Linked DNA regions of Mus musculus: regions 1, 3, 4 and 5 are each linked to region 2. A link is a contact called in public HiCAR-type and promoter capture Hi-C data. All regions are on one chromosome and are shown on one strand. The core of a region is the stretch at or near the end of the contact, and the rest is flanking DNA. Distances in the headings are between cores, read along the strand shown.

The links. Promoter capture Hi-C pulls out the DNA fragments that hold promoters and counts their contacts. HiCAR-type assays count read pairs that join an accessible place to other places.
Region 1: a promoter capture Hi-C map of second pharyngeal arch cranial neural crest shows a contact between it and region 2, with 5 times the contacts expected there. The contact joins the enhancer-like site here to the promoter of Zkscan2 in region 2. A contact is called at or near these places in 9 of 39 promoter capture datasets (the 3T3-L1 cell line, 3T3-L1-derived adipocytes, cranial neural crest and 5 more) and 2 of 115 datasets of contacts at active chromatin or transcription factors (astrocytes and embryonic forebrain).
Region 3: a contact with region 2 is called in a promoter capture Hi-C map of liver, with 3 times the contacts expected there. The contact joins the enhancer-like site here to the promoter of Zkscan2 in region 2. A contact is called at or near these places in 7 of 39 promoter capture datasets (the 3T3-L1 cell line, the C10 cell line, the HPC-7 cell line and 3 more) and 1 of 115 datasets of contacts at active chromatin or transcription factors (astrocytes).
Region 4: a HiCAR-type map of astrocytes shows a contact between it and region 2, with 4 times the contacts expected there. The contact joins the promoter of Dctn5 here to the promoter of Zkscan2 in region 2.
Region 5: a contact with region 2 is called in a HiCAR-type map of astrocytes, with 2.8 times the contacts expected there. The contact joins the promoter of Ubfd1 here to the promoter of Zkscan2 in region 2. A contact is called at or near these places in 2 of 39 promoter capture datasets (hippocampal neurons and liver) and 1 of 115 datasets of contacts at active chromatin or transcription factors (astrocytes).

Annotation. Positions count from the first base shown.
Region 1 is chr7:124,956,937-124,961,880 of GRCm38.p6, reverse strand. No RefSeq gene overlaps it. Among named protein-coding and RNA genes, the nearest start is that of 3100003L05Rik, 250 kb to the right of the region's middle. Within about 2 kb of position 1,985, at least 1 of the 459 cell types and tissues checked has an H3K27ac peak or open chromatin away from gene starts, as enhancers often do. A contact at or near this core is called in second pharyngeal arch cranial neural crest, where this site is marked.
Region 2 is chr7:123,497,621-123,502,182 of GRCm38.p6, reverse strand. It overlaps Zkscan2 (zinc finger with KRAB and SCAN domains 2), which reads left to right and starts at 1,557. Exons shown (of 7, transcript NM_001081329.2): 1 at 1,557-2,614; 2 at 3,411-3,597. The coding sequence starts at 2,216.
Region 3 is chr7:122,195,780-122,200,850 of GRCm38.p6, reverse strand. No RefSeq gene overlaps it. Among named protein-coding and RNA genes, the nearest start is that of Ern2, 12 kb to the right of the region's middle. Within about 2 kb of position 3,365, at least 11 of the 459 cell types and tissues checked have an H3K27ac peak or open chromatin away from gene starts, as enhancers often do. A contact at or near this core is called in liver, where this site is marked.
Region 4 is chr7:122,130,138-122,134,812 of GRCm38.p6, reverse strand. It overlaps Dctn5 (dynactin 5), which reads right to left and starts at 1,772. Exons shown (of 6, transcript NM_021608.3): 1 at 1,632-1,772; 2 at 576-644. The coding sequence starts at 1,679. Palb2 (partner and localizer of BRCA2) reads left to right here and starts at 1,867. Exons shown (of 13, transcript NM_001081238.2): 1 at 1,867-2,093. The coding sequence starts at 2,046.
Region 5 is chr7:122,064,710-122,069,481 of GRCm38.p6, reverse strand. Ubfd1 (ubiquitin family domain containing 1) reads right to left here and starts at 2,284. Exons shown (of 7, transcript NM_138589.2): 1 at 1,998-2,284; 2 at 1,489-1,818; 3 at 493-701. The coding sequence starts at 2,199. It overlaps Ears2 (glutamyl-tRNA synthetase 2, mitochondrial), which reads left to right and starts at 2,396. Exons shown (of 9, transcript NM_026140.3): 1 at 2,396-2,577. The coding sequence starts at 2,439.

The DNA of each region.
Region 1 (4,944 bases), core at 736-3,235, 1.5 Mb before region 2:
AGCGCTGGGAAAAGAAGGAAAATGTGTGAATGCATAAAATGTTATTTTCTAATGATCTTCAGACTCCAGCCAATGTAGATAATAGAGCTGCAAGGCTCATCTTTGCCTCAATGTTCCTGGATACTCAAGGCTGGCTAGGCCTCTTCCCGCTATGGAGGACTTTGTAAATTCGTTGTTGAGTTGCAGAACTTCACTGATGCCCCAGCTCTCAATGCAGCATGTGCATTTTACACTGGCCATGCTGTAAGCACAGGTTAGCAACTGATGCCTGGAACATATGGCTCAGATCTGACACCCATGTGTGTTATGAATTCCGTGTTCATACTGTACACATAAAATTTTCTGCTATTAAATATATTGGTTTAATCACTCAAACAAAGGCCTAGAATATTTTTCTTCCATCATTCTTTGGCATCAAAGTATCAAAATGTTGCCTTTTAGATTGTATTGTGTTAAAATCTTTGATGGAAAAAAAACTTGTTTGAGTTGCTGAAAAATTTCATAAGGAAAATCATTTAATGAAATTTTGGATAGGAAAGAATTTCCAACAATCTCTAAAGTAGCCCTGAACATTCTCCAATTTTTGGACTACACAAGTATGTAAAGTAGCTTTCTTTGAATTGAAGACTACAAAGTCAAGAGACTGACCAATGTTGAGGAAGCTTTGTGTCCTGCAATATCAAATTTTCAGCTAAAACTTAATTAATTATGTAAAATATACATACCCATTTCATTAGATACAAGTTTCTTTTCATTCTTCATAAATATTAAAAATTCAATGTACACGAAATGATTGGCTTAAAATAAATTTAAACTACTTGTGATTAGTTTGTATCTGCTTCATATACCTAATTTCTCTATATATAAACCTAAAAGTTATATAATTTTTTCTTGGGAGAAATGGTGTCATATGTGGAAAGTTAAGAAGATCTGACTCAGTTTCCATTGTTCTCTGGCTGAGGATGGCTGTCAAGTGCTGTCTGAGCTTGTCCTGTTGGAAAAGATGCTTACTAAGAAGGGTCAGGGGTCAAGAAAAATGCAAAGAGATAGTTTCTTTCTCAATTAGCATACCTACACATGTGTTCTCTACACAGGAAGGGATTACACTTTGCACTTTAAAAAAGCTGTGAAAGAGGTTGCATATTTTGAAAAAAGACAAATGGTTGAAGTGAAAGAATGCTACTTAGCCTGTAATCATTACAGTGTGTGTGTGTGTGTGTGTGTGTGTGTGTTTGTGTGTACATAGACACACTTTTACAGCCATATGAGTAAATGAGTATTGTGTATCTACTTTAAAGTAAAAGTGAAGAAATAAAAGACCAGCTATATGAATGAATGTTGGAAGAAGTAAGAATAATTTTTAAAGAGTTTAGTTTTTTTTTTTTTATGGTGAGAAAAAGGTACATCCTTGACTGGAGGGGTTCAGCTGTTCCTGTATCCATCCATCACTCAAAAGCTGACCTGGATAGGATGGGGGTCAGAAGGTCCTGTGGTGACCTGGGGAGACAGGCAGCTGGACTTAGGTTGTGAGAAAAGTCCCCTCTGCTCAGGGATACTGCCACAGACACAGGGGGTCTCCCTCCCTCCTAGGCAGCCCCAACTCCACCCACTTTTGGTTCTATTCTCTTTCTTTAAGTTAGGGGAGTAAACTGATAATTAAGCAATTAAACATCAAAGAGAGGCTCTGACAGTCCTGGAACTTGTTCAAAATGACCCAGTAAGGAAGCTATTGTGAAGATAAAGGCCTGCCAAGCTGAGGCCACCTTGTAGTGGGTGCTCAGGTCCCAGGAGGCTAAGACTCCTCATGGCCCAGGGCAGGTGTCAGGGTTGCTCTAGAGTGGCTGCATGAACAAGTCCAACTGTCCCCTGACCTTCCTGGGCTTGGTTTCCTAGATCCAGCATCTTCACAGTTGCCAGAGTATGCTAGCATGGAGACATGAATCTCAGGATGATGTGTGAACAATTATATCTAGTGGGGAGGAGGCTTGGGCTGTGCTGGCGGGCTCCCAAATCTCTTCCTGCTGTGTCATTTGTTATCAAAGCATGAGGATCATAGATGCTTAAAGTGGCTAAGTCAGTAAAAGCACCATTAAAAATTCTGAATCAAATACCTGTTTGCTAGAAACATTTTGTAGACCAAGAATACCTTAGCACAGGAAACAAACGTGCATTCTGGTCATGGGAAGTTTCATTTTCTAGTCAGAGGTGACAAAGCATAAACAACTTAATAACTAAAGTGCCCAGCATGCCAGAAGGTAACTCCCACTTTGCAGAAGAGCAGGGCAGAGCAGGGATACAGGTGATGGAGGCTGTGACGCCTGACAGGGAGTAAGAAGAAACTGCAGCATTGAGGAAACCAGGTTTGTGAAGATTCCCACGCCACCTCCATCCTCCAGCAAAGCCCTTCTTAGCCTCCTTCCCGCTGCCTGACGTTTGTGCAATAGTTTCTCTGTTTCCTGATGGTCTCCTTCCCATGTACCTACAGCATCTGTGCCAAACCGCGCACACCACTCACCTGATCCGAATCCCAAGGTGACCCCATGTGTTGAATGGACTAGGAATGGGATGAGGATTGGGGAGTTGGCGGGGAGGGGGTGGTGGTAGACCAGACAGAATAGGCGATGGATCTAAAGGGACATCTCCCCACAGCACCACTCAGGAAGCATGGAGAAATGTGGGCAGACTATTGCTAAACGCAAGATATTGTTAAATGAGTTTTGAAAGACAGGCGGGTAAAATCTTGCTTTTAAATTGACAGTCAAAGAAAATAATTTTAAATATTAACAGGCCAAATCAAACGTGTCTGTGGGTCAAATTTCTGCCTCTAGGGTCACTCGTTTGCTAGTGAGGGGTGGAGCATAAAACATCACCTCTTTACCAGAGCCTCTTCCTGTCTGCACAGACTTAACCTCCGAACCACCTCTGCATTGGCTCAGCACCACACAGATTCTGGGGTTCAGATCCAGTGAATTCTTGTTTCTCAGACCCAGCACTTCCAGCCCACTGGTTGTTTCTTCTATTCTGTAAAATGGTAAACTCCTATTCCTACCAGACCCAGCTAGAGTTGCCGTCCTTGAGATTCTTTCCTTTCCTCCCAGGCAGAGATGATTACACCTAGTGACTTATAAAATCTTTACACAATGGAGTACTACTCAGCTATTAAAAAGAATGAATTTATGAAATACCTAGGCAAATGGTTAGACCTGGAGGGCATCATCCTGAGTGCGGTAACACAATCACAAAAGAACTCAAATGATATGTCCTCACTGATAAGTGGATATTAGCCCAGAAACTTAGAATACCCAAGATATAAGATACAATTTGCGAAACACATGAAACTGAAGAAGAACGAAGACCAAAGTGTGGACACTTTGCCCCTTCTTAGAATTGGAAACAATCACCCATGGAAGGAGTTACAGAGACAAAGTTTGGAGCTGAGACAAAAGGAGGGACCATCTAGAGACTGCCATATCCAGGGATCCATCCCATAATCAGCCTCCAAACGATGACACCATTGCATACGCTAGAAAGAGTTTGCTGAAAGGACCCTGATATAGCTGTCTCTTGTGAGACTATGCCAGGGCCTAGCAAACACATAAGTGGATGCTCACAGTCAGCTATTGGATGGATCACAGGGCCCCCAATGGAGGAGCTAGAGAAAGTATCCAAGGAGCTAAAGAGATCTGCAACCCTGCAGGTGCAACAACATTATGAACTAACCAGTAACCCCCGGAGCTCTTGACTCCAGCTGCATATTTATCAAAAGATGGCCTAGGCGGCCATCACTGGAAAGAGAGGCCCATTGGACTTGCAAACTTTATATGCCCCAGTACAGGGGAACGCCAGGGCCAATAAGTGGGAATAGGTGAGTAGGGGAGTGGGGGGGGGAGGGTATGGGGGACTTTTGGGATAACATTGGAAATGTAAATGAGGAAAATACGTAATAAAAATATTTTTTAAAAAAATCTGGAATTCTTTGTTCTATTTGGTAGCACTAAAATCACAAGCCTTAAACTCTGATACCTAACCTCTAATTTGATCTTTATAACAGTTTGCTGAAATAGTGCAGGTTCTAACAGTTGTTAAGATGAGCTATCAGAGGCCCAGCAATGGCATGTGGTAGCTTTGTTCTACTGCTTAGTAGTGTAAGTAATGGGGCTGGGTCCAGATCACACTTTCACCTTCTTTGCCGGCCAATCACAACGAGCAGGGGTCCCATGACTTTTCCTCACACTTACGTTGTGTGGAGTGCTGAATTCAGCCTCCCTGAGCCATGGTGCAGATCCTTAGAGAAACATTGCATGTTTGCAGGCATGAGTCACTGGTGCCTTGCTGCACTGAGAATGTGTTAAGTTCCCATGGATATCATCATGCTGCATCCCAAACTTAACCATGTTTGCAAGCATGAGTCACTAAGAGAGCAGACTCAGACTTGTTGCATGAAGAATGTATAAAATTACCATGGGTACCATAATGCTGTTCCTCGAGGTAGAGCAAAATCAATAGAGGTTTGATTCCTCCTAGTTGCGGAAGACGTTCAAGTTAAGGGCAAACTCCTGCTGTTGGCTCTAAGGACGACTCCTCCCCAAGCCTCGTGTCCCTGGCCGTGGTGGCTCTTGGGATCCCTGCCCAACTAGGGTGTACTCCAGCCTCTAATTCAGCCTTCATAGAATTCTTCAGATATCAAATGCTCTTATTTCCTAAGGCTACTTATCAGGATGAATCTAGGGCCCTCCTAACCCAATGTGATGTTTTTGAAGATCCCTGGTTTAATTACATCTTCAAGGATCCTCCTCCAATTTTGTCTTCACAATACATTAATCAGCTCTAGGTGGGATTATTCCTTCCCCTTCCCCTCTGCCTGCTTCTCTTTCTTTCCTTTCTCCTTTATCTCTCCTCTTCTTCCCTTCTGCTCCTTTTCCCCCTCCTCTCTCAGTTCGCCTT
Region 2 (4,562 bases), core at 308-2,807:
AGACACAAACACTGGTGCTCAAGTAAACATAATAGTTAACTAGCAACCTTTTTAAGACAGGGCCTCGTGTGCCCAGGTTGGCCTCAAAACTTGCTTTGTAGTGAAGAACAACCCTGAACTCTTGATCCTGCTGCCTCCACCACCTCCAAAGTTCTAGGATTACAAGCATGTGCCATCACACCCAGCTCCTTCTTATCTTATACTCTCCTTCACACAGTTCATGGTAAATCTCCCTAAGTCCAACAAGCCTTCAAGTTTGTGACCTTGAGCTGCTGAGATGTGCACCTGGCTTAATACCAACAAGAGGGCCATGTACATAAAAGACCCTATTCTCATCCCATGACTCCCCATCACCTTTAGCGCTTGCACCACCCTTACTGAGGTCTCAGCGCCCTAAACTCTAAAATAGAGACAACCTCATCCTCTCTATGGGATTCTTGTGAAGGCCAGTCTTTGCTCAATCCCCACTAGAGGTCTGTCTTTTGGATCTCATCCTTAGTACTACTTCTTCCAAGAAATTCACCCAGACCTCTTACCTAAACCAAATCTTGAATGTGTTTCTCTTCTTGGAAGGATTCACCCCAGGTATACAGAACTTTATTTGTAACTACTAATGATAGGAGATCTTGTTTTGCTTATCACCTACCACCATGTCTGGTAAGAAACCAGTACTCAATAATACTATCTTTAAATGCAATTAAAACAGGCTGTGTATTGGCTCCATCTCTCCCGTGGCAGATACTAACTAGATGCACCCGCGGATTATTCCGTTCTGACCTTCCTTCAGTTTATGCCGTGCCATTTATCCTTATGGTATTCTCTATGCCGCTTCGATGCTAGAACTAGCCAAATCATGGCAAAACCTTTGAGAAATAAGTCATTGGTCTGTTTTCTAATAAGCTACCTGCCTCTGAGAATAAGAGTTGTGCTGCCCACTAACGATGCCAAGAGCCTAAAACATTGTCACAAAGTAGGCACTTACAGGACAGACATTTATGAGCCAGCAGGCTCTGAGACATCTAGCTATGAAGTTTTGCAGCAGTAGGGGAATCTAGGCCCGGTCCTATTAGGTCCCAGATAGCCCGTTGGCTACTCAGACCTCAGAGCCTTGGGTAATTAAGAGATTCCCCAAAATGAAAATAAGCCTTCTCCTGACCATACATTTGAACAGAGCTAGCCACACATCCTTCCTCAGGAGTCCTGGCTCCAACCAAGGCTCCCAGACAGTAGCAATCCATGCACAGCCAGATGCTGACTGTAATCCCTCCGCCAGTTGTCACAAAGAAGTCCCTCCACCCGCAACCCCAACACACACGCGCGCACCCCTTCCACTAAAGAAATTACTCCAGCCTCCCGCAACGTCTGCCTGGCCTGAGGCAGGACGCTAGCTCGCGTCCTGCTTCACAATCTCTGGAGGAATAGGATCAGACCTCAGCGTGTCCCTCCGCCCAGAATTTCCCTTCACCCTCATTCCTAAAGTCCCTCGGCGGCAAGTCGCGGTGCTGCGCGCTCTCGCGAGATTCCTCCACGCATGCCTTCCCGCCCCCCTCCTTGCCCGCGAGGAAGCCTCGCACGGACCCCGGTCGCGAGCGGCGCATGCGTGGCCGCGGCTCCCAGCGCCCCCCGCGCTCTGCGCTGGCGGAGCTGACAGGGCAGCGCGCCAGCCGTTCGCCGCCCCCCGCGAGGCCTAGCCTCATCCCGCAGCTTCTTCCCCTCTGGCCGAGGTTCTCGGCATCCTCGTGCGGAGGAACCCCGAGCGCTGCAGGCGCCGCTGCGAGTCCGGACATTCCTGCGCTCGCGCCCCTGGTGGGCACCTGCAGCGGCCTGGACCTGGACCAGGACCCCAGGGCTGGCCGCGCCTCGCGGACACACCCCCTCCCGATCGGCGCCTCCGCCCAGCATCAGTCCCCTGGGTCCCCTTCCAGCCTAGCTTCTAACCTAAGGTCTTTCCGACCTTGCACCTTAAAGAACCTCATGGGAGGGGGCGCATCTTGATTGGATAAGAGGCCGGGTTTGCAGACTTTGGGGTGGGTGCACATTCACCCTTTCAAGAGCCTTGTACAAATTTGATTAATCAGCCTGGAGTTCCTTGTCCCAGCTAACTGCTGTCTTTTATGTCTCTACGGTCCCATATTTCCAAGGGCATTAAGTGGAGGGCACTCGGAAGCTTCTCTGGGCCCTGACTTGGAGCTAGACCTGTTGGCCCCATTGGATCATGGCTACTGTCATGAACCCTCAGATCGACGTGGAAGTTGAGGAGTGCCTCATAATGAAAGTGGAAAAGGACTCCGAGTGGGTATCGGAGCCCATTCTGGAAAGATCAGGCAGCACTGAATGTGAGTCCTTCCGTAAATGCTTCAGGCAGTTCTGTTATGAGGATGTGACAGGACCCCATGAAGCTTTCAGTAAACTCTGGGAACTCTGCTGTCGGTGGCTGAAGCCAGAAATGCGTTCCAAGGAACAGATCCTCGAGCAGCTGGTAATCGAACAGTTTCTCACCATTCTGCCTGAGAAGATTCAGACCTGGGCGCAGAAGCAATGTCCAGAAAGCGGAGAGGAGGCGGTGGCCCTAGTAGTGCATTTGGAGAAAGAGACCAGAAGACTTCGAAAGCAGGTGAGCGAGGATTTTAAAGGGATGTGGTGGGAAAGGCAGGTGGGCAGGGCTACATTTCTGGAAGAAGAGCTCATTATAGAAATAAATGGGACTTTTAAAAGATCCGGAAACCAAATTCCCCAAAAAGCAGATTTGAAATTCATACTAAATGGAGGAGAGAATTTTGGTTGAACTATGATCTTGCAAATTAAACTAAAAGTATGGTTTGTTTGTTCTAATCCTCAGTATAATGTTTCTACCAAAACGATAGAGACAGTATTAAATAGCTAATGCCTCACAGGGTTTGGTGGGAGAGGGAGATCTCATGGATCTCCAGAGCCCTCCCTAACCCTTACCATTCCAGCAGGTGTCCTGTGAAATACTCTCTGTGCCGTGCTCCTCCGCGCTCATCCAGTTTAACGGCCAGATCATCATTTTTCTATGTCCCTGCTTGCCGGTCTGTAGTTATTCTCAGCGCCCTCTTGTTAACCGTGTGAAGTCCTCAGTGTCTGACAGGTTTACAGTCTCACCTTGCACAGGGTGTGCTCAGGAGTTGATTTTGTGATTCTTCACTTCACTAGTGTTCTGATTAGTTCTCTGTGCACCTGATATATAAGAGGACTTTGTAGTAATGACCCCTCAAAAAAATACACAAATAAAGAGCGCTCTCCTTTTCCCATATTCCCAAATGACTGTGAGCCCGCTTCCGTCCGTGGAGATCCTCTCCCCCCTCAGTTCTCCTGCCCTTTAACGTCTCTGTTGGGACTGCAATTCCTTTCCTCCGATTTTCTTTGTTGATGTTGACTTTGTTTTGCAGGTCAGTAGCCCTCTGCCTTCAGAGAAGCAAGCCCCACCTAGAACTGTGTGGGAAGTAGCTGACTTTGAGCCAGAGCAACTGGAGACCCAGCACAGGGTTGTTTCTCTGGAGGAAGCTGGAAGCCTCCACTCAGGACACCAAGAACAGCTGAACCAAAAAAGGGAACATAGGCCATTACCTAAGAATGGTAAGGACTCAGAGTACACCAGGTCAGAGACCGTGTAGTTTATACTGTATCCCTAACACTATGGCTCACTCAGTAGAGGTCCCTTCAATATCCATTTGACAAGTAAATTGAATATTTGAAGTAAATTTTTCATCTATTTCAAGAATCAGAATTATTTACTACCAAAATAAAATGGGATCATAAAGATGGAAATTATGCAAACTTAGATTGTCCAGGGAAACCTTGAATCTTATTGTTATTTTAAAATGCCCATTCAATGTTCAGTTTGTGTCTTTAGTTATGCTATATGTATGTGTGCTCTTGAAAAACTATTAAGAAATGGAAACGGGGCATTTTTATTCCAAAACTTGACTCATAAGAACAGGCATCCCAGCATGATGTATGAGAGGGATAAAAGGTGAGACTCCCAAACAAGGGACAGTGTGCTGTTGTGAATAGGTGTGGTGCCCACAGACTCATGTGTTTGAATGCTTGGCCCATAGGGAGTGGCACTGTTAGGAGGTGTGGTCTTGCTGGAGGAAGTGTGCCACTGTGGGGGGCAGGCTTTGAGGTTTCCTATGCTTAAGCTACTCTCAGTGTGGCACACAGTCTCCTCACTGCCCGCAGATCAGATATAGAACTCTCTTCTCCAGCATCATGTCTGCCTGCACGCTGCCATTCTTGGTTCCATGATGATAATGGACCAAACCTCTGAAACTCTACGCCAGCCCCAATTAAATGTTTTCTTTTATAAGACTTTCCCTGCTCATGGTGTCTCTTCACAGCAGTAAAATACTAAGACAACCAGCATTCAGATCTGCCCATATGAATACAGAAAGTCAAATATGGGGGAAAGAGATGTTCTGTCCTTCCCAGTCCAGGTTCCTGTCCATCTCCTGAAGTGTGGCTTCATCCCAGGCCAGAAGCGAGTTGAGGGAGGATCCTATCTGAAGGCTTCATTCACATCGTGTCTTCCCCAAGACTAT
Region 3 (5,071 bases), core at 2,116-4,615, 1.3 Mb after region 2:
GATTGCAGGGGTATGAAAAACCTTTGTGTCTGATGGATGTTAACGGCATAGTGTGTTCATGATGCCAAAACATACCAGGTTCTCACACTGTCTCTGTCTCTGTTTCTCTGTCTCTCTCTGTCTCTCTCTGTCTCTCTCTGTCTCTCTCTGTCTCTCTCTCTCTCTCTCTCTCTCTCTCTCTCTCTCTCTCTCTCTCTCTCTCTCTCTCCCTCTGTGTGTGTGTGTGTGTTGTTTTGGGGGATTGTTTGTTTTAGATTTGATTTTAAGGAGCTGGAGAGCTGGCTCAGTGGCTAAGTGTGCCCACTGCTCTCTCTAGCAGAGGGCCTGGGTTCAGTTTCCAGCATCCATAACAGTTGGCTCACAACCACCTGTCATCAGTTCCAGGGAATCTGATGCACTCTGGCCTCTGTGAGTACCTGCAAATATATAAAACTTATTTAGGCATACATTCGTAAATGGGGTGGTTTGAACGAGAGTGGCTCGCCCATAGACTCCTATGTTTGAATACCTGGTCCTCAGTTGGTGGAACTGTTTGAGAAAGATTTCGAAGTATGGCCTTGACGGAGGACATGCCTCACTGAGGGGAGAGCGTTGAGGTTTCGAAGGTCTCCAGCCATTCCCTGTGTGCTCTCTCTCCCCACTCACTGATCAAGATGAGAGCTTTTACCTGTTCCAGCCACCATGTTTTCCCTCTGCCAGTGTGGACTCTAACCCTCTGAAACCATAAGCCCAGTCAAATGCTTTCCTTCATGCCTTGGTCATGGAGTTTGGTCACAGCAATAGAAAAATAACTAAGACAATAATTAAAACTAAAATAAGTAAGTCTTTTCTTAAGATTAAAGTTTTGGTGTGTATATCTGTGAGCCTGCGTGAAGATATATCACCTGTGTGCAGGAGCCCTTCTCAGAGACCAGAAAAGGATGTTGGATCCCCAGTCACTGAGATTACAAGAGGTTGCGAGCCACTGTGCAGGGGTTAGGAATCAAACCTAGGTAAGGGCTCTTAACCACTGAGCTATATCTCCAGGCTAGGTTGTGAATTTATGACATGTGCAATTGATTGTCAATAAAATATGTTAAGGAGAATTTCATCTTTTTTTTTTTCACTTGAATTTCATTCCATTACATTCTATACTATATACACATAAAATATTAGGGCAGGAATCATGTATAAATTTTAAAATAATTATATATCCATTGGAGGATACATAGTTTAAGATTTTCTCTCTGAAAAAGCTCTATGTTCACGTAGGGCACGACTGAAATCAAATTTCAAACCCAGTTACAGCCACAGACATTTATCTGCTACACTCTACTGCCCCCTGCTGTAAGTAAATGATGTTACATCCTTGACCTACAGAGTACACACACGCAGTTGTAAAGGTCAGATAAGATAAATTCCAGGGCAAAGGGTTTTTTTCCTAAGGAACTACTTAGAACCTCTCTGCAGAGGGGTTGGCGGGTGAAAGAAAAAAAGGAGAGAACACATGAGTCAAGGGTAACGCTACATATTTCTAGCATATCAGATTCAAGGAAAAACAAAAACAAAACAGGAACCATTCAGAGCTAGCTGTAAGGTGCTGTGGTGGCAGGTGCTTTTAATCCCAGCTCTTGGGAGGCAGAGGCAGGTGGATCTCTGTGAGCTCGAGGCCAGCCTGGTCTACAAAGCAAGTCAAGGACACCCAGGGCTATTACACAAAGAAACCCTGCCTCACAAAACAAAACAAAAGCAAAACAAAAACAAAAACAAAAAAAAATGAGAGGGGCCTCAGCTGTTAAGGTCACTTGTTGGCTCACAACCATCTATAACTTCCAAGGTATCTGGTGCCCTCTGTACGTACAGGCAAAATTTTCATACACATAAAAATAGTTAGCCTGTAGGCCAAACTGTGAACTTGAGTCCTGGGCATGCCATAGGCCTCTCCCAGGAGTGTACTGAGAGAAAGTGGTTTCCTGGAACACAACAGGCCGCCACCCTTCTTCCTAGTAACCCAGAACTTGAAGTGCAGCCTCTTGTCAGGCATTTTAGCAAGGAAAGCTTGCTGTCAGAAGTGCTCTTGCAGCTGGGCGTGGTGGCGCGAGCCTTTAATCCCAGCACTCGGGAGGCAGAGGCTGGCAGATTTCTGAGGTCAGCCTGGTTTACAAAGTGAGTTCCAGGACAGCCAGGGCTACCCAGAGAAACCCTGTCTCGAAAAACAAAACAAAAAAGAAGTGTTCTTGCTCAACTCCAAAGAGTCCTGGATCACCGGATCTACGACACCTACAGGCCTTTCAGACCTTGACTGTTGCCTGCTGTGTCCACACACTAAGGGGTCAGCTCATTTGTTCTGTTTAGGATACACTGTAACACATGGCTAAGAGTTCACCTGTGTCAAATACTGCTTATGATGATGCCTGTCAAAAACAGGAACCCATCCAACAACGAGCCCAGGACAACCCCAGAGCATCATGCTACTTAGTCCTACAGAGAGACTGAAAAGAGGTGGTGGGGGGAATAAGACATATCCGGGGGTCTTCTCGTTGAGAAGAACTTAAGAGTGTGATAGCTCACAGTTAACCCCAGTACTTTAAGAGGATGAGGCAGCTTGAGTTACATAGTGAGACCTTGTTTCAAAAAAGTATGGGGGAATGGGGTACACTAAGTTTCCAGTCTTGGCTCTATAGTTTTGCTTCCAATTAATGTGTGGACTCTTATCTCTAGTACTCAGTTTTGGCACAGGCCTGGTACTTGGTATTATTATTATTAATTATTATTATTATTTATTGTCACCAGCATTGTTATTGTTGTGTTATTAGACAGAGTTTCTCTGTGTAGACCTGGCTGTCCTGGAACTTGCTCTGTAGACCAAGCTGACCTCCTAAGTGCTGGGATTAAAGGCGTGTGCCACTACATTCTGCCAGTTGTCAATATTTTTTATTTTGTCTGTTTGTTTTATTTTTTTTCCCCCTCTGAGGCAAGGTCTTGTTAAGGAACCCAGCCTGGTCTCCAACTCTGATACCTGAACCTGAGCCAGAAGGCTGGGGCTGTTGGAAAGTGCCACCATGCCCTGATAGTCACAATTACCAGTCACTCATAAAAAATGTATGAAAATGTGGCAGTTGGCTCTAGGCACAGGATCTACTGCACCACTGAAATATAAACAGAAAAAGTTCCCAGGCATCCCCACAAAAAAATACAACATGATCCCACAGCCTCCCACGTGCCTTGGGATCACTACCTCCAAGTCCTGTCCCTCCCTTCCTTCTCACTCCATGTCCAGGATAACCAATCTTTCTTAATCATCAGCAGCAGAGAGTCCTTAAGTCTTTCCTTCAAAAGGAATGATAAGCCTGCAGTTTGGCATGTTACCACTAGAGGCCTCCCTTGAGGCAAGATCACTAAGCTAGGTTGGAGTACTAGTCACCCACCCAACAAACGACTAGCTTTGATTAGGTGAGTAAATTACTTAATGTCTCTGAAACATGGTTTGTTCGTCTGTAGATTGAGGACGATAGAACTTCTCCTGTAAGTTAGTTAACTTATTAAGAACATAAGTCTGTGAAGAAGATGCAGAATACTTTTTCAACAATGACTGTTTTTATATGCAGAAGGTTAAAAAAAAAAAAAGACTCATAGTCTGTGACCAATGGCGCTCTGGAGGGTGTTAGTGCAGGACTGGCGGGTGTTGAAGCCTAAGAGAATGTGCTGGTTCGTTTATTAACGTGACACAAACTAGAACGGCCTGGGAAGCAGGAGCTTCACCTGAGGAATTGCCTCCATCCGGTTGGCCTGGAGGCAAGCCTGTGGGTGCTGTTTTTCTTGATTAATGATTAATATGAGAGGGCCCAGTACACTGTGGGTGGCACCACCTCTGGGTTGATGGTTCTGGATTGTGTAAGAAAGCAAATCGGTGAGCAGCATCTCTTCCTGGCTTCTGCTTCCGGTCCTGGCTTCTGCTTCCGGTCCTGGCTTCTGCTTCCGGTCCTGCCTCCAGCTTCCTGCCCAAGCCTCCCTTGATGACCTATAGCCTGTAAGGCCAAATAAGCCCTTTCTTCCCCAAGTTGCTTTTGGCCTTGCCGCTTACCACAGCAACAGAAACCAAACTAGGACACTATATTTCTCTATTTTGTTGCTGTTGTTACTAAAACACCTAAGGCTGGCTGGACAAAACAAAAACAAAAAAGAAAAACAGGTATAGGACCAGTAACACAGCAGAAGACCTGATGACCTAAGTTCAATATTCAGGACCTACCTGGTGAAACGAGAAAAGCGACTCTTACAAATTGTCCTCTGACCTCCACACGTGTGCACATAGGTGTGCCATGGCACATAGGACCACACACATACAAGTAAACAAGTAAATGTGATTATAAACTTTTTTTAAAGGGGGTGTTTATTTAACTCACAGTATTGGAGGCCACACAATATGAGGCTCTATCAGGAATCTACAATAAATGGTAGGGTGTAGCCAAGAGAAAAGATCACATCTCAAAACACAAAGCCAGATGCTGGAGTCCCACAACCCCTTCCTGGTCCTCTCTTCCTAATGACCTAAAGACTTTCCACTTGGCCCCACCTCTTAAAGGTCCATTACTCCTAACATCATCATCCTGGCCACTAAGTCTTTAAAACATGAACTCTGGGTTAACAGACCTCCAGACCATAATACTGGACATTAACAGTGTCAGCAAACAGCTCCTTCATTTGTCAGGAGCAAGACGCACATCAATGCCACGTAAATGCTTACTTTTATGTAGATTGGAAAGATGCATAAGGAAAGGATCTTCTATTGTTGATTGCTAACTTGATTGGTTGGGTTGTTTTTTGAGACAGTGTTGCAAGACATTTGATCATACCGTAAACCCCAGGATGGTATTCTGGTGTGGCTCATCCCTTATCACACACCTTTAATTCCTCTGGCTGGAATACAGACATGCCCTTAGTACACACTGTTAATCCCAAACAATAAAGGTAAAGTTAGTTTGTAGAAGAAAGCAGCCATGTTTGAAAATGACATCTAATTGAGTGACAGACAAAGTGTCGAGTCAGAGAAAGATTTGACAGAATAGGATATGCACAACTCTCTTGAGGA
Region 4 (4,675 bases), core at 523-3,022, 1.4 Mb after region 2:
AAAATACTGAAGAAAATGACAGAAGTGTTCACGTTCTGTTTAGAAGAAATTCCTCCCCTCTCTTCTCCCTCTGTCTAGCTGCCCTGTGTCTCCTGTGCTCTCTCCTGTTATATTTCACGTGTTACTGCCCTCCCCACCCTCTTCCTTAAAGCTTCTTTATTCCCCATCTAATGGGCCGCTCTCTAATTTTTTTGGCTTCTCCTCCCTGATCGTCTTTGTGCATTCAATAAATCTAATTTGGAGAAAAAAATGAAAACAAAGAAAGAGGGGTTAGAGAGATGGCTCAGCGGTTAAGAGCACTGGCTGCTCTTTCAGAGGTCTGAGTTCAATTCCCAGCAACCACATGGTGGCTCAAAACCATCTGTAATGGGATCTAATGCCCTCTTCTGGTGTGTCTGAAGACAGTGACAATGTGTTCATATATACATAAAATAAATAAATGTTTAAAAAAACAAAAACAAAGAGAGAGAACTGGAAATGACAAATTGGAGACAGCACTATCCCATATACCCTGCTGATACAGTGACTAGCTGAAGGCATAAGGGTAACCTCCTGAAGCTGCCTGTGCCCTTTACCTTGCCATTGAGGACGATGTTCTGGCTTCCACACAAAACAGACTGGCGACTAACTTTGTTCCCAGATGCCTAAAAGCAAACAGAAATCTGGAGTGAAAAAACAGAGGATTTCTGGACTACAGTTTCCATCATGAAAGCTCACATTGAGGAGAAAATTACTTCAAATGAAGGGCAGTCTAAAAATGAATGAGGCCTGAATGTATACTGCACCCCTACTGTCCCAGCTCTGGGTGGGGTGACTGTGAATTTGGGGTTAGACTAAACTATGAAGTGAGACTCCATCACCAAACAAACAAACAAAAACAAACTGGAGAAGGAATGCACTGGGGGGGGGGGGGGAAGGCTGTGGGCACGGCTCCGTGATAAGAGCACTCAGGAACTGAATCCAATCTATCAAAAGAGCAAGGGTAGATCAGGAACTGAGAGCTCAAGAAATGAATTCAGGATCGGTATCTAATGAGCGGTCTAATGACTGATGTGCATTCAGACCCCACTTCCATATTACGGTTTCATAGCCTTCAGTGAGGAAAATTACTTTTCCATGATCACAGACACACAGAAAAAATAATGATAGTAACCCTAACGGGGGCAGTTTACATATGTTGTATTATGAGTTGACGAATAGAAACAATAACGTCTTAGCACGTAAGCAGACTGTGAAATATTATTTTTAAAAAGGGCCCGGAGTCTGAAAATGTAATTTATATACAGAATGAATAGGCTGTACTGTGTATTCCTCTGGAAGACATTATTTAACAGGAAACTCAGGCGTGTGTATATGCACACACATAGATATATATGCATAGAAACTCTCCCACATCCACACTTTCCTCCCCCGCTACACAGCACACCCACACACACGAGATGAAGGAGAAGAGAGCCTAATGCATGCATGCACCGACTAAATAACAATCAGATGAAACACGAAGCATCTCTAAGTCATCCAAGGAAGGGACTGAGGGAACGGGAACCAGTGCAGCCGGGACGGGAGGGGCGACCGTCCAGTCCTCGAGGGTCCCGTGACTGCCAGCGGCGGCAGGGTCGCCACACGCGCACCGTCTCGATGTACTCCGACTTGTTGTACAGCAGTTCGCCCAACTCCATGGCTTCCCCCTCTCTGAACCTCAGGATCCTGTCAGTAGCTCAGGCAGACGGTGATTCCAGCTACTTCCGGTTGATCGGCCACTTCCGCTATCCCCGCCCTGGACTCTCATTCGACTCTCCTCTAGTCAAGCCTGCTCGATCGCTCGGCAGTCTCCAGCTGCGCGTGCGCAGAGCGAACAGAGGTTTTAATTGGCCAGAGCGGCTAGCGCGCGGAACCTGTGTGGCTCGGCAGGAACATAGTGGGGGTGAACTAGGTCCCCGTTCTTCCCAGGGGTTCCTCTTGGCCCTAGGAAGCCCTGGCTGGGTCCCCGTGACCACAGGCCCGAGGCTGGAGACGGCTGCTCCTTGCGTTCGGCTTCCAACCCGATGGAAGAGCTTTCCGGGAAGCCCCTCAGCTATGCGGAGAAGGAAAAGGTGCCCGGGTTGCGGGAAGGGTGACCCAGGGCTTTAGGCTGGGTTTTCAAACCTAGTTCCTGTATCCGAGGCAGTGTCCTCCTACCTACAGCCTCCACGAGAAGTCACTGAGACGAGCGCGCTGCTCGGGTGGCGAAGCTTAAAATGCAGACGAGCCAAACCCATCTTCTAGTGGCACTGCATAAATATTAGGTGTAAAACTACATATAGGTAAACCTAGAGGCCCTCTTCTCTCCCACTCCACTCCGGCCCCGTCACATAAATCTTTCACGTCACGTCAACAGCCTTATATATATACATTTTCGTGTTTGTCTGTTAGGGCTTGACCTCCAAAATAGGTTTACATTGGAGAAGGGGATGGTTATAACGTGTACTCTGGTTGGTTCTGCAGCTGGTGTTCTCCATGTTTAAGACCCACGTTGGAACAAGATGAGGGGAAGAAAATAATATAAATATTACATATAATGAACAGGTGTTGTGTGTGTGCATACAAATTTAGTGTAGTAGTTAGAAGGAGCTCTCATTTCTTTCAGGCTCAGAATATTATTCTCCTGCAAGACTTAAATATTACTTCCATGTTCTTGTGCTTTCTGTGCAAAATTAGAATTCACATTAATTTGTCTTCCTATCCTGTCTTACCTTCTAAGGGTGGTAAAGATCATTTACAAATAAACAAGATAACTCCTACTTACTGATAAGATTGAGGACAAGATAACAGGTTAAGATCAGAATTACTCATGTTGTGGTGGCCCATGACCATAATTTGGTTGCTACTTAATAACTGCAGTTTGCTGCTATTATGAATCAAAATATATATGATATGAAACCTCTGTGTGTGTGGGGGGGGTGTTAAATGGAGCAGTTATAAATGGCAGCATCCTGGAGGAACTGCTTATTCTCTGTTCAGTTTGCATATCTCAAAGGAGGATGATTATATAATAGAATCTATTTGTTAGGGTTATTGTGAGTGCTAATTGAGTCATTGGACATTAAAGTCACAAAATTCCCTAGGACTAACTGAAGCACATTATGAAAGTATCTGCCATTTTTATTATTATGTGTCTGAGAATGGATGGGGACTAAAGTGACTTTAGCACAGAAGTGCTGGAGTCCCACAAAAGTGCTGGGGAATGAGGTGGGGAAAGTGCTTAAGAAAAGTTTAAGTTGTTAGTAACTTTTTTTCTTAATTTTTAATGACCAAAACAAAAACATACCTAAAAGTGAAGCCTCTGGAAAACCCACTTGCACTTCCCTGTCTTGTATCACTCCTCACACTTGACATTGGCTTCCTGCCTGGCCTTGTGTTTCAAAGCTGGGTCTCTGAATGCATCCTTGTTGACAACAGTTTTGCCCAAGGGGATATCCAGACTCCCTTGTGGGCATGAGGTGGTTATAGTTATAAACTTTCACAGAGGACTTTATCTTGGATTGCTTGGCAATTTTCTTCTAGCCTGTGGCAGCTGTCTCTTTTGGGGGATAGCAGTCAATTCTAGCCACTAGGGCATGGCTGTAAGGGCGGTCTGAGGTGCCATCATCAATCAGTGTTCTTCATGATACGGTTTTGCATCCAGAGTATTGTCCAGCTAGGACTAGCACCACTTTCCTGGGTTTCATGAACTTGCCCATTTCAACAGCAGTCAGCCTGCACCCAGCAGAAAAGAAGGACCTTTTAGTAACTTTCATTGTAGCTTTTTTGATGCTTTTGGTTTGTGGAGTTGTTCTTAAGAAAGGATCTCTTAGCCAGGCATGGTGGCACGCGCCTTTAATCCCAGAACTCGGGAGGCAGAGGCAGGCGGATTTCTGAGTTCGGGGCCAGCCTGGTCTACAAAGTGAGTTCCAGAACAGCCAGGGCTACAGAGAAACCTTGTCTCAAAAAACCAAAAAAAAAAAAAAGAAAAGAAAAAAAGGATCTCGTATCGCAAGCTAGTCTTGGACTTACTATGTCTAAAGGATGAATATAGGGGTCCTAAATGGTGGAAAGACAAGGGGGGCACTTCTGCTAAGGGAACATTTCAACCACAGATGCTAAGGAGACAAAGAGAATCTAAACTTTCAGGAACTAGTAATTTGGCATAGCCTAAATTAACTTATTTGCAAAAGCTTTGTAGAAAGGCCTGCTGTGTGGCTGGACAGGAACTCAGCAGCAACAACCCCTACCTCTCACTGGCTTTCTTCTGTGTATTCTTTAGATGTATGCACCGGTCCACCATGGAGCTTTCCTACTGTGGTGCCTAGAATAATTACACATACGCTATTTCCACAAGACTAGTTCCTTCCTTTAGATCTAGGTGCAAGTGGTAGCCCTCAGAAATGCCTCCGTGACTACACTCCCTACAGGAAGCTAATTACTTATATCACTTAGATTAGTCTAGGTACTGATTACTATGTCAAATCTTATCTGTGCTCTTGATGTTATCTACATTCCTCACTCCAAGTAAATTGCCTTAACCACCTTGTCCCTCAAGCATCAGGGATAACTGACACTGTGTGTGTTACTGGGAGGTGTTGGTTACGACTGCAACTTCCTGGGCCAGTATTAGATAAAGAGCATTTATTGGTTGATTGACTATGGTAATAGCCCC
Region 5 (4,772 bases), core at 1,035-3,534, 1.4 Mb after region 2:
CCACTATTAATACAAAACAAAACAAGTGTCAGTATCATTTGCTTCAGCTTGGTTTGACTTCCTGAAATGGTCAGTTTTAGGGGAACCTCTAAAATCTGTCCACTTCCATACCTTTCCAGAATTGGATTTTCTGAACTTGACAAGACACACAGACACAGAAATCAAATGGGAGCAGTTAGAAGGAACAAGGGCTTAATTCCAATACTGGTCATATTCTCTGGCACTACTAAGAGAAACCCACTTGTGACTTCCTTTGCTAACTCGCTAGAGTCTCCCTTTACAAAGGCCTTATCCTAACGCGGGAAGTCTAAGCACACTGACCCACCAGATGACAAAGATGCATATTTCAGGTAGCTGTCAACTCCACTCTGCTGCACCCAACTGCTCCATACATTTCCATCATGGGCCCTGTCCAGAAAGGAGCTTATTCTAGGGAGACTGTAACCAGTCTCTACATTCCCAGGACCACAAGCAGATGCCGAATGGTCTCACCTTCTGCCTGCAGAGGGGCTCCTTCTTGTTTTCTTCAGCCTTTGCATCCTGCTGGGCAGCATCTTTCGGGGTGTTTACTGCTAAAACATCATTTATAGTAGAACCAACCACCATGATCTTGGCCCCACTGGTCACTTTTATTTCTCTCAAAGTCTTGTCTTCAGGAACAAGTCCTTTATACATGACCTTCTGCATGGCAGGTGGGAGACCTTGACAAAAAGTGGAAAGGAATAAGCAGGAAATGCGTGGACCATCCCCCTTCTATAACAAAACAGGAAGTGAATACTGGTCCATCAACTATCAGCTTTGTGAACTTGAAGGAGTTCAGAACACCAGGACTATTTGATTGGTAAAACTTGGTCCTTCTACATGAATGTAAGGTATTTAGAATTGTTTGATGTCTAGGTATCATTGTTTCCAAGTTATAACTCTATCTTCTATCCACTTAAATACTGAAAATTCCCAAGTGTAGGAGATACAGAAAGCCAATAAGCTTTTTACCCGATACATGGAGAAAGCTTTAAGGAAAGTATTTCAAGTAGCAAACCAAAACAAATAAAACGGCCATGTATGAATATTTATAAAGGGCCATTAGGACAGTTGATAACACTGTTTCATGAACTTCCCTTATGAAACTGATCTGTCTGCTGAAAATAAATCCGTGGCTAAATACTGGACCTGTTCAGAATCTCCTGTAAAGTTCATAAATACCGCGCCTAGCAATGACAGTCCAACATTAGTTAGAAGGGTGAGCCTTAATACTCAAGATTCAGGCTTGCATCTCACTCCACCACTTGGTGGTACCACTATCATTCTGGGCCTAATTTTCCCTCTCTGATTACTAATGGACATACAAGTACTGATTTCAGAAAACTGCAGTGAGGATAGCGGGAGTCTAGGCGCAAGAAAATCGCTAACAGTTTAGCACGACGTAAGCATCAAGAGCTAGAAGGTAGGTCGTGGGTAGAAGCAGTCGGGTGTCAGCTCCTCGAATACCTGTAATGGAGTGAATCTTCTGCTTTAGCTCGGACCCCGTGCTGTCCAGAGGGACCTTCACGTCGTGTTTGGTCTTGTTCCAGATTATCTTCAGATCCACCAGCTCCTTGCCCACACCGCCGCCCGCGTCCTCGCCGTTGCTGACCGAGGCCTGGGCCGCAGGGTCCCCAGGGGGCTGGGCCGGGGCCGGCTGCAGGTTGCCTCGCGCGTCGCAGGAGTCCTCCGCCGCTGCCCCTACGGCTGCTTCGGCCTCCACGCAGTTGAGGGGCCGTGCGGGCGCCTCGGTGGCCACAGCCTCGGCCTCCGTGTCCATGCCTGGCTCCTCCATGCCTGCAAAGGGGTTAGGGGGGTGGGTGCTCGCCACGAGCCCGGCCTGCGACGAGAACGGGCCCGGGCACCGTCGTTGCCGCGCCACGCTCCTCCCTCCGGGGCCAGGCCCGGTCCCACGACCCCGGCAGCGTCCGCAAGCTCTTCAGCCGCCGACCGACCGCCTTCCCCGCCACACTCACCATCCGGGGCTCCGGCCGCCGCCATGATGATTGTGTACAACACCCACCACGACCGCAGGGGCCGCCGGGAAGAAGCGAGCTGGCGGAGATTGGCCCCCGCACCAGCCCCTAATTTCACACAGGCTGGCCGGAAACAGGTGGAGGTTTCTATGGAGACCCGCCTCCTCCGCTTCCCGGGCCGGCCCCTGCCACGCTTTAGCATTCCCGCAGCCGGAGGGGGCGGGTCTGGGAGATCGCCTGCTCGCAGCGCTCGGTCCCCGAGCGGCGGCGCATCGCCGCCCTAGTCCAGAGGGGCGTGAGCAGCCCAGATAGGCGGCTTACGCCTTTAAGTGGCAGGGCCGCGCTCGCTGTGGCGAAAGTTGATTGGTTGGAGTGATTTTTTTCCCCCCCGCCGAGCGGAAGTGACGCGCGAAGGAGCCCACGTGTGTGTTTCTAGTCCACATGGCGGCGCCCCTCAAGAGGCTTCTGCTGGCCGAGCCGCACGTGGTGGCCCTCGGGCACCGCGTGGGGCGGCGCGAGGCCAGTCTGGGCCCAGATCCCGGGGCCCCGGTGCGAGTGCGCTTCGCTCCCAGCCCCACAGGTAATCCTAACGGACGTGACGCCGCTCGCCGCAGCCCACCTTCCCGTCCCCGCCCCCGAAAGTTCCAGAAACAGTCCCTTCCGGGGTTGTCTGCGCGACCCCGTTTTAAAGAGACGGAGGTGGAGGGCTAGGATTTGAAGTGATTGAGATTGCTAGAAGTTTCCTTGTTGTATTGTCTCTGTCCTTTCTTATTGCACGCTGTGTGCAGAGCGTATAGACTTTATGCCAAGGCCTATGCGCTATAATGCAGTGGTCATTGAAAAGTCAGGGTTCTGGCTTTGAAGAAACCGACAAATCCTAGAGTCATATGTGTCCATTTTGGCAGTGAAGCGGGATAGGGCGCCCTAGAAGGTATTGCTGAAGAGGTAACATTTGAGTTGAGAACAAGTGTCAAGAAGACCCGCTTGAAGCCTAAGAGGAAACGACATGCACAAAAGCCTGAGTTTGCTGGCAGCTTAGCAAGTCAGAAGAAAACAGAGGCCCATGTATATCTTGCTAGGAATTCTGTGTCTCCTCCCTTCCCACAAATTCCCAACCTTTAGTTCAAGCCACCTTCTACCCTGTTCACACTGAGCAACCGTTCATTCTAGGTCTAGGGTCAGCAGGAAAAGATATTTCTGAGTCTCAGCTGCACAGGAAGAACGCATTACCTCCAGGCAGGCAATGTAGATTGTGGAACTTCGATATGTGGTAGAAGCCCTGGTTCATAGTTAACTGTTGTGAATCTGTTTTTAAGACTGATATAAACGAAACTGCTAGGGAGAAAATGAGTGTCTCAAAACCGAGAGAACAAAATCATCTTTCTTTTTGTTAGTCTCAGTGATGTAAAATAGCTTATCAAATGACTGCAAGTATCTAAGTATCACAGTGTCTGTGTTTACCTATGGTCAACATGAACTGGGATACTCACCTTGTTGGAAGAAGCACTTATGCAGGCATCCAAGGCCTGGCATTTTCTGCATCTATATTTTTGTCTTTGCCAATCCCTAGATGTGTTGCTTTGGCAGAATTATTTGCTCTGTTTATGTCCCAATTTTGTGATTTGTCAAGTAGGGCTAATAATAGTGCCTGTCTGACGGGTTTGAGCCAGTACAGCAGAGGCACTTAGCAAGCACTGCCTCTACTACAATTACTGTTTTCATTTCTTTGCTGACTGGCAGGAAAAGCCCAAATGGGAAAGAGTTGACAAGCAGTGTAGATCACTATGATAGCTAAAATTAATTGAAAGTTTACATTTTTGGGTTTTTGTTTGGTTTTTAACTTGGAAAGAGTTCCCTGTATCACCCGATTGGCCTGGAACTCACTATGAAGACCATGCTGTCCCTAAATGTGCAGCAATCCTCCTGTCTCTGCCTCCCAGGTTTTGGCGTCACAGGTATGAGTCATCAGACCTGGCTTGAAATTCTACTTTGGTCAACATTTAGGTATCCCAGCAACCTCATTATTAAGGATCTAGGTGTTTTTGTTTTGTTGAAACAGGGCCTTGCTGTACCCTTGCTGGCCTGGAACTTGCTGTCTTGTCGAGGCTGTTGTTATAAACTCACACAGATCTGTCTGTTTCTGTCTCTAGAGTGAGGAGATTAAAGGTTCAGTCTACCAGGTCCAGCCTGATTTTCATTTTTAAGCCCACTAACAGATCAGTAAATTGAAACTTGTGAAAACTAAATGAATTTCCAAAGGTTAGCAACTTCTTAATAATGGGCACAATTACTTTTTTTTTTTTTTTTTTTTTTTTGGTTTTTTGAGACAGGGTTTCTCTGTGTACCCTGGCTGTCCTGGAAGTCACTTTGTAGACCAGGCTGGCCTCGAACTCAGAAATCCGCCTGCCTCTGCCTCCGAGTGCTGGGATTAAAGGTGTGCGCCACCACGCCCGGCCACAATTACTTTTTAAAATTTCATGTGTGGTGTATGTTGTGTCTTGTGGTTATGAGGAAGTCACTGAACCTAGTCCTCAACTGATTTACTGAAGCCGGTGAGCTACAGGGATCTGCCCGTCAAGTTGTTAGGCTTGTACAGCAGGGACTAGAGCCATTCGCCCTGTCCCTGGATATGGAATTTGAATCCAGCTGTAAATAATGTGAAGGGTGTGATTTTTGATTTCTGGTATCTTCTGTCTTAAATTTCCTAAGACTCAGTTCCACTGAGAACTACACGTTTTGTGGGTTTGCAATAATTTGCTGAAAGCCTCACATAGA